Linked DNA regions of Drosophila melanogaster: region 1 is linked to region 2. Evidence: chromatin contacts called from public Hi-C data. All regions are on one chromosome and are shown on one strand. The core of a region is the stretch at or near the end of the contact, and the rest is flanking DNA. Distances in the headings are between cores, read along the strand shown. Region 1 holds the start of Nf1 (Neurofibromin 1). Region 2 holds the start of beta-PheRS (Phenylalanyl-tRNA synthetase, beta-subunit).

The links. A called contact is a pair of places that touch in the nucleus more often than the background predicts.
Region 1: a Hi-C map of the Kc167 cell line shows a contact between it and region 2, with 2.4 times the contacts expected there. A contact is called at or near these places in 3 of 107 Hi-C or Micro-C datasets (the D17-c3 cell line, the Kc167 cell line and larval brain).

Annotation. Positions count from the first base shown.
Region 1 is chr3R:25,981,595-25,985,031 of dm6, reverse strand. Nf1 (Neurofibromin 1) reads right to left here and starts at 2,019. Exons shown (of 17, transcript NM_001276050.1): 1 at 1,684-2,019; 2 at 1,297-1,440; 3 at 813-1,197; 4 at 616-757; 5 at 1-559. The coding sequence starts at 1,740. It overlaps fid (fire dancer), which reads right to left. Exons shown (of 5, transcript NM_143196.3): 5 at 2,296-3,437.
Region 2 is chr3R:24,250,824-24,254,304 of dm6, reverse strand. It overlaps beta-PheRS (Phenylalanyl-tRNA synthetase, beta-subunit), which reads left to right and starts at 1,626. Exons shown (of 5, transcript NM_142980.4): 1 at 1,626-1,809; 2 at 1,884-1,939; 3 at 2,003-2,160; 4 at 2,227-3,481. The coding sequence starts at 1,752. It overlaps jar (jaguar), which reads left to right. Exons shown (of 17, transcript NM_079754.4): 14 at 181-301; 15 at 360-477; 16 at 541-642; 17 at 707-1,479. The coding sequence ends at 987.

The sequences.
Region 1 (3,437 bases), core at 770-3,269, 1.7 Mb before region 2:
CTGCGGCGAGGACAAATTCAGGCAAACCTTTAGAGCCTCGATGTTGTGAGGATTAATCCGGAAACAAGACACCCAGCAGTCAATCATCAGCTCGATATCAGCGAAGTTGTACCCCTGACCGCGCGAAAAGGGCTTTGCTGGATTAAAGAGCAGTGCCTTGAGATCGTTGATAAAGAATTGCACCAACTTGAAGACCACATTATTGGAGTCGGTGTTGTTGATGTAGGTGGATGCTTTGCACAGCTTTACACAGGCAATTGCCGCAGATTCGGTCACCTGTTTGGATGGTGAGTGCTGGCCCAAGCCTCTCTTGATACTCTCGATGAACTGCTTGGCCGAGAAGTCCTTGTCCCGGGACGTGGATTGCGCTGACTTCGAGGCAACCTTTTCCTTGTCCTTTTCCTTCTCTTTCTCCGACTGCTGAAGTTCGTTAACAACAGCCTCAAGGCAAGAGGGATTCAATATCAGCAAGAGCATTTGAAGCGGCCAAACAAGAGTCTTGCTTTTCTTGTTTTCGGTTTTAAAGTACTCTACAAAGTCCATCAGGGGTTCCCAGCAGCTAAACGAAACAGGATCAATTAATGTGACTTTAAAAACGCTTGTAATTCCTCTTACGTTGATATATCTCGATTGGTTCCTCGTTGCAAGTCCTGGAACTCTTGTGGATGGTACTCGATCCAGTTCCAAATAGCCTTCTCCAGCGAGTAAAGCAAGATCAAAGGTGGAGCACGCTTCGATCGAAACTTTGTGATGGTTTCTGGAAACGTAAAACGTTGTTTAACCTTTCCGAAATATTAAAAAAGTTAGTTTACCTTGTAGCAGCTTGGTTAGCTTTATCATATCCATATCGATGTGTTGAATTAATTCTATGTCGTTGTAGTCCGGGTTTTCCTCGGAACAGGATGTCAGCTCTTGAATCCTGGCCGATATGCGATTGAACACCGCCGAGAAGTGATTCTGGGACAAGGCAAAGAGCACCTTGGATGCCAGGGCCTTGAGCTGGGCGGCATTCGGATTGCTGTCGCTCTGGACGTCGACAAACTGGGAGATCTCGCGCAGCAGAAGCTTCACATTCATGGCCTCTTCAAAACGTGCTGTGTCCTTGGTCTGGTTGGTCAGACAGCGTTCCAGAGTGGTCAGTATGATGACCAGCGACTCAAAGTAGCAACGCTCTGGCTCATGGCGATTTTGAAGGGCCTGCAATGAAATTTTTGTTTAAGTAATTTAATCGTATCCTAGCCCCATAAAATAAGGCAACATAGTTTAAGGGTTAACAATAGAGAATGGAGTACTTACCGCCTCATTGACCCTCTGCAGCATCTTGGTGAGACCGGATATGACAAGGGAGAAGCGGTAGCGCGATATGTGGATCAGACAGGCCACCAATTGGTCCTGGCTCATCCTGGCCTGCGTGCCATAGGCACCGATTCTGTTTGGCAGCTGAAAAAGTAAACCATTGATTGCTCAATTCCACTTCATTCATGCGGGAACCGGTGTTTTTGTTATTGTTGCTATCTCGCTCTCCCACGCATTTGATTGAGAGCTCACACTGACAGAGCGGGTGAGGCACGCACACTCGCAAGGTCGCTGTGAGCATGTGTGGGGGAGGAAGAGGCAGAGCAGCAGGTACATTTTTTCGCTTGCGAAAACGCAACTGCGGAAAAGCGATTGGAAAACACTTGCCTGATCCTCGAAACGTGCCAAAAGGGCGCTAGCCCACTCGCCTGGCTTCTGGGTCATCTTGTTGTGGTGTTTTAACAGTTGTTTATGCGTTTTTTACTGCATTTCAGCAACTAAATAGGGCAGCTTTTCGTTGAGCTTGGGGAGTGGCAATTGGTTGAGTGGCATCTTTGTTCGTTATCCTTGGTGTTTTTTTCAGTTCCTGAGACGTTCACTTCCTTCTCTTCCAACAATTTGGATGGTTTGGCTTTACAAAACGGGCACTGTTTCTTTTTTTATGGGAATTTTCTAAGGGCTTACAGGCTGTTATTTGGATGTTTATATTGTGTGTGTACCGCCTTCCATTTCTTTCACAATACCGAAACGCTTTTATAAGTGATAACAATTACATCCTATCGATATATCGCTTATTTTCAAATAGTGATGGCATCAGACCAACTAGTACTGAATTCATTAGGGTGACCATAAGCCACAAGTAAATGCGCGCGCTCACAGGAGCGTTTAAAAATTCCAAAAATATTTGGCCTTCATTTCGTTCTATCTCATTTGATGCTATTATTTTATATGGTCTAAGTGTTCCAATTAGAAATATAAATGATTTTTAAAACAGATTCAGTTCAGTAAGTATTATTAGTTTATTTAATGTTGTTGTTAATGCATTACAAATTATCAATATTAAATATTTCAGATGGTTTTGTAGCTTGGGTTTTGAGTTAATTCCGTTTGAGTGTGCCTGTTTGGCTCTGTGCAAATTATACATATTTTCCAGCAATACTTAATGTTTATAATGTTTCAGCATTTCGAGCAGTAATAGGTTCAAATCGAGTTCTATCTGTTGTAATTTAGTGTTGCGTCCAACGTTAGTTAATATTTATTCAATTGTTCTATTATTTTACGGTATAAAGTTAGTTTAGCTAGCTAAAAAACACATGTACAGTCGCATATAGGTATATATATGTATATATTTGGTTTTATTGAAAATGTTTGCGTTATTTTTCAAATAACCCTTCTTAAGCTGACAAAAATTTGAGTTTAGGCATAGGCTTATGTTACAATCGTCTTATTGGCCGTTTTTGGGAAGTGAGTTGGGTACTTTATCCAATCAATTAAAGTAAATAAAAAAGTGCTTTAAAAAGGTGAAAAATTTATATATGTGGAAAATTGTGAGCTTGCGGAAAGAGTTTCTTAAACTGTTTTGTGTATATATTTTTGATTTTACTTTGCATTCGATATATGTACGGTTTTCTCATAGATTTAAATGCAGTTATTGATATTTTTAGAGGGTTCTATTAACTTTGCAGTTTTAAGGAGTGTATACATGCACGTACATAGTTGCTATATTACTTTGTTCTAGCTGCTTAACTGGTATCTTGATTTTCTCTTGTATAAGTGGTATATGTTGGCTGCAATGGACGTTTGATGATTATTCGCTTCGAAATTATAGCATAAAGTGCTTGAAACTTAGTCTGCAGATAGCGCAAGATACAAACAGATGATCGTTGTAAATAGAATATGCTCGTATAACTAGTAAGATTTGTATTTAGCTTGCGTTGTTTCGTTATCGCATTCGATTCGATTGGTTTCGTTCTTACAGCTAAGTTTTCCTTTGAAATTGGATTTCAATGCAGTGCAATCCTGCGTTCGCGTCCTTGAGCAGGCCTGCTAACAATAAATTAGTGCTGGATAGCAGGACGGGCCTTCCCCGCCCCGCACCGCCAGCCGACTAGAGTAATAGACTAAATTTAACAATTCCTTTG
Region 2 (3,481 bases), core at 377-2,876:
TACTACTACTAGCAAACTCCCATTGGCTTTTAGTTGTTGCCTTTCGATTCTCCTACTTATATTTGATGCCATCAATGACTCACTTTGTTTGCTTGCGCTGAATATATACATATGTACATATCTTTGTAAAAAGAATTTAATTGAAAATGATGCTAATTGTTCTTGCGATTCCTGTGCCAGATCCGAAAATGTTCGAGCCCAACAACAGGCCCTGGGCAAGCAGAAGTACGACTTGTCCAAGTGGAAGTACTCGGAGCTGCGTGATGCTATCAACACGTCCTGTGATATTGAGCTGCTGGAGGTAAGTCTTCAAAAGGAATTGCTCACTTAACACTTGGATTAATCCCATGATTTTGCAGGCCTGCCGTCAGGAGTTCCATCGCCGCTTGAAGGTGTACCACGCCTGGAAGGCAAAGAACCGCAAGCGCACCACCATGGATGAAAACGAGCGTGCGCCACGCAGCGTTATGGAAGCTGGTAAGTAAATAGCACTGAAATCTATATTTTATTTTATAATCCTATCAACCATATCGATTGCAGCCTTCAAGCAGCCGCCTTTGGTTCAGCCAATCCAGGAGATTGTGACCGCCCAGCATCGCTACTTCCGGATTCCCTTCATGCGAGCCAATGCGCCGGACAACAGTGAGTGTTCGCCGCGACTATAAAATAATGAAATATTCAAAGTTTAATGATAAATCCCCTGCAGCCAAGCGCGGCCTGTGGTATGCCCACTTTGATGGCCAGTGGATCGCACGCCAGATGGAACTGCATGCGGACAAGCCGCCAATTCTACTGGTAGCCGGAACGGACGACATGCAGATGTGCGAACTGAGCCTGGAGGAGACGGGTCTGACGCGCAAGCGCGGCGCCGAGATCCTGGAGCACGAGTTCAATCGCGAATGGGAGCGCAACGGGGGCAAGGCTTATAAGAATTTGGGTGCGGCAAAACCGAATGGGCCGGCTGCAGCAATGCAGAAACAACAGTAGACCCCCAATACGACAAACAGGCACTGCATTGATCAAATACGTTGCCGTTTCGATGGTCAATAGGTCAAAATTGGTAACTAACGAAACTCGAAAATAAGTTTTTGTCAGTCAAATTTTACGGAAAGCGACCACGTCCATAAAACATTTTTAGTAAATATAACTATATTTGATTAGAAATGTGTATCCTTTAATTTGGATTCCGATCCCATTTGCCCAATCATTTTGTGCGCGCCCGGACTGTTTTTGGGGGCCTTATACACTTAGCTATACAAATATATATCTCTAATTAAGTGAATCTTATGATGTAAAAGGAAACGGCAAGTTGTATTTAGTATTTAACTAATTACCATTTAAATTGTGTATTTAGTTCACTGCGATGTATTTACATAATTGAATATATATATATATATATTTTACAGTATTTTAAAAATAAATATTTGAAGTGAATATTTGAATCAAAATGAAATATGAAATATATGAGAACTTAAACGTAACTCAAAATTACCCCTGAGCTTAGTGTGAACGAGTCGATTTATTTAGTTTTCATCAATCTCTTAGTGTGCACAATCTATTTTATGGAAAATAGTGTGACCCTCCTGCATAAGTCAGGGTGACCATCAAAACATCGCCCATGCGATAGTACTGCAAAATAAGGTCACCATAAATTGGCAACACTGGCACCGGTCTGAAATAAGCCAATTTGTGTTTAAGCCCATTTATCTGTGTTAAAAGCCAGCTCGGGACTAACAGGTGATTCATTCAATATGCCCACCATTGGAGTTAAACGTGATCTGCTCTTCGAGGCGCTCGGCAAGACGTACAGTGAGTTTGAAAAGTCCACGTGTAATCACGTTTTCATCGCTTGGAGCTCCCTAATATTTACCTCTTTCCCGTAGCCGATGATGAGTTCCAGGATCTCTGCTTTGCCTTCGGGTTGGAGCTGGACGAAGTGGTAGGTGCTGCTGACTAATAAAGAGTACAAACATGTTAAAATCCCGTGAAATAATGCCCACAGACCACGGAGAAGCAGATGCTGACCAAGGAACAGGGCGATGTGGCAGCGGCGGCCAATGCCAGCGAGGAGATCATATACAGAATCGACATACCCGCCAATCGGTATGATCTGCTCTGTTTAGAGGGCTTGGTCACGGGTCTGCTGGTATTCCAGGGAAAGTAAGTTCGATGCATCGCTTTCCTATTAATGGAACTATGCTACAGGATGGAACTATGCCCTTTCAGACTCAAGCCCCCTAAGTTCCAGTTTGTGGAGCTGGCCAAGAGGCAGGTGCTGAAGATTGACCCTTCGACGGCGCAGATCCGTCCGTACGCTGTGGCCGCTGTGCTCCGGAACGTGACTTTTACGCAGGCCTCCTACAACAGCTTCATCGATCTGCAGGACAAGCTGCATCAGAACATCTGCCGGAAGCGTACTCTGGTGGCTATCGGAACGCACGATCTGGACACCCTACAGGGACCCTTCAGTTACGAGGCTCTGGCGCCGGATCAAATCAAGTTCAAACCACTTAACCAAACCAAGGAGATGACTGGCAGCGAGCTCATGGACTTCTATTCCACGCATGCGCAGCTGAAGCAATATCTGCCAATCATTCGGGAATCACCGGTTTATCCAGTGATCTACGATGCCAACCGTGTGGTGCTTTCACTGCCGCCCATCATCAACGGTGATCATTCCAAGATTACGCTGAAGACCAAGAACGTATTCATCGAGTGCACGGCCACGGATAGAACGAAGGCAAAAGTGGTGCTGGACACCATTGTGTGCCTCTTTTCCGAGCACTGCGCCCAGAAGTTTACCGTGGAGCCGTGCGATGTGGTGCAACCCGATGGCAGTGTGATCTCCTATCCGGAACTGGAGGTGCGCGAGGAGAGGATATCGGTAAAGCGCGCCAATGCCTATATTGGCATCGATGAGCCGGCGGAAAAGCTCGCAGATATGCTGACGCGCATGTATCTGGAGGCCAAGGTCGATGGCGACTCGCTGGTGGTTAAGATCCCGCCCACACGGCACGACGTCATCCACGCGTGCGACATCTACGAGGACGTGGCTATTGCCTACGGCTACAACAACATTAAGAAGTCCCTGCCTGCATTCATGCAAATTGCCAAGCAATTCCCACTTAACAAACTGACCGAACAACTGCGCGAACAGGTGGCCCAGGCGGGCTTCACCGAGGCGCTGACCTTTACGCTCTGCTCACGGGATGACATTGGGCGCAAGCTGAACAAGAACATCGACGCCTTGCCGGCCGTGCACATAGGCAATCCCAAGACCCTGGAGTTCCAAGTAGTGCGCACGACCCTATTGCCCGGTCTCCTCAAGACGCTGGTGGCCAATCGCAAGATGCCGCTACCCCTGAAGCTCTTCGAGATCAGCGACGTGGTGGTTGCGGATGAGAGCACGGAAGTTGGTGCTCGCAATGAGCGAAGGGTGTGTGCTGTAAACTGCAATAAGACCGCTGGTTTCGAGGTGGTT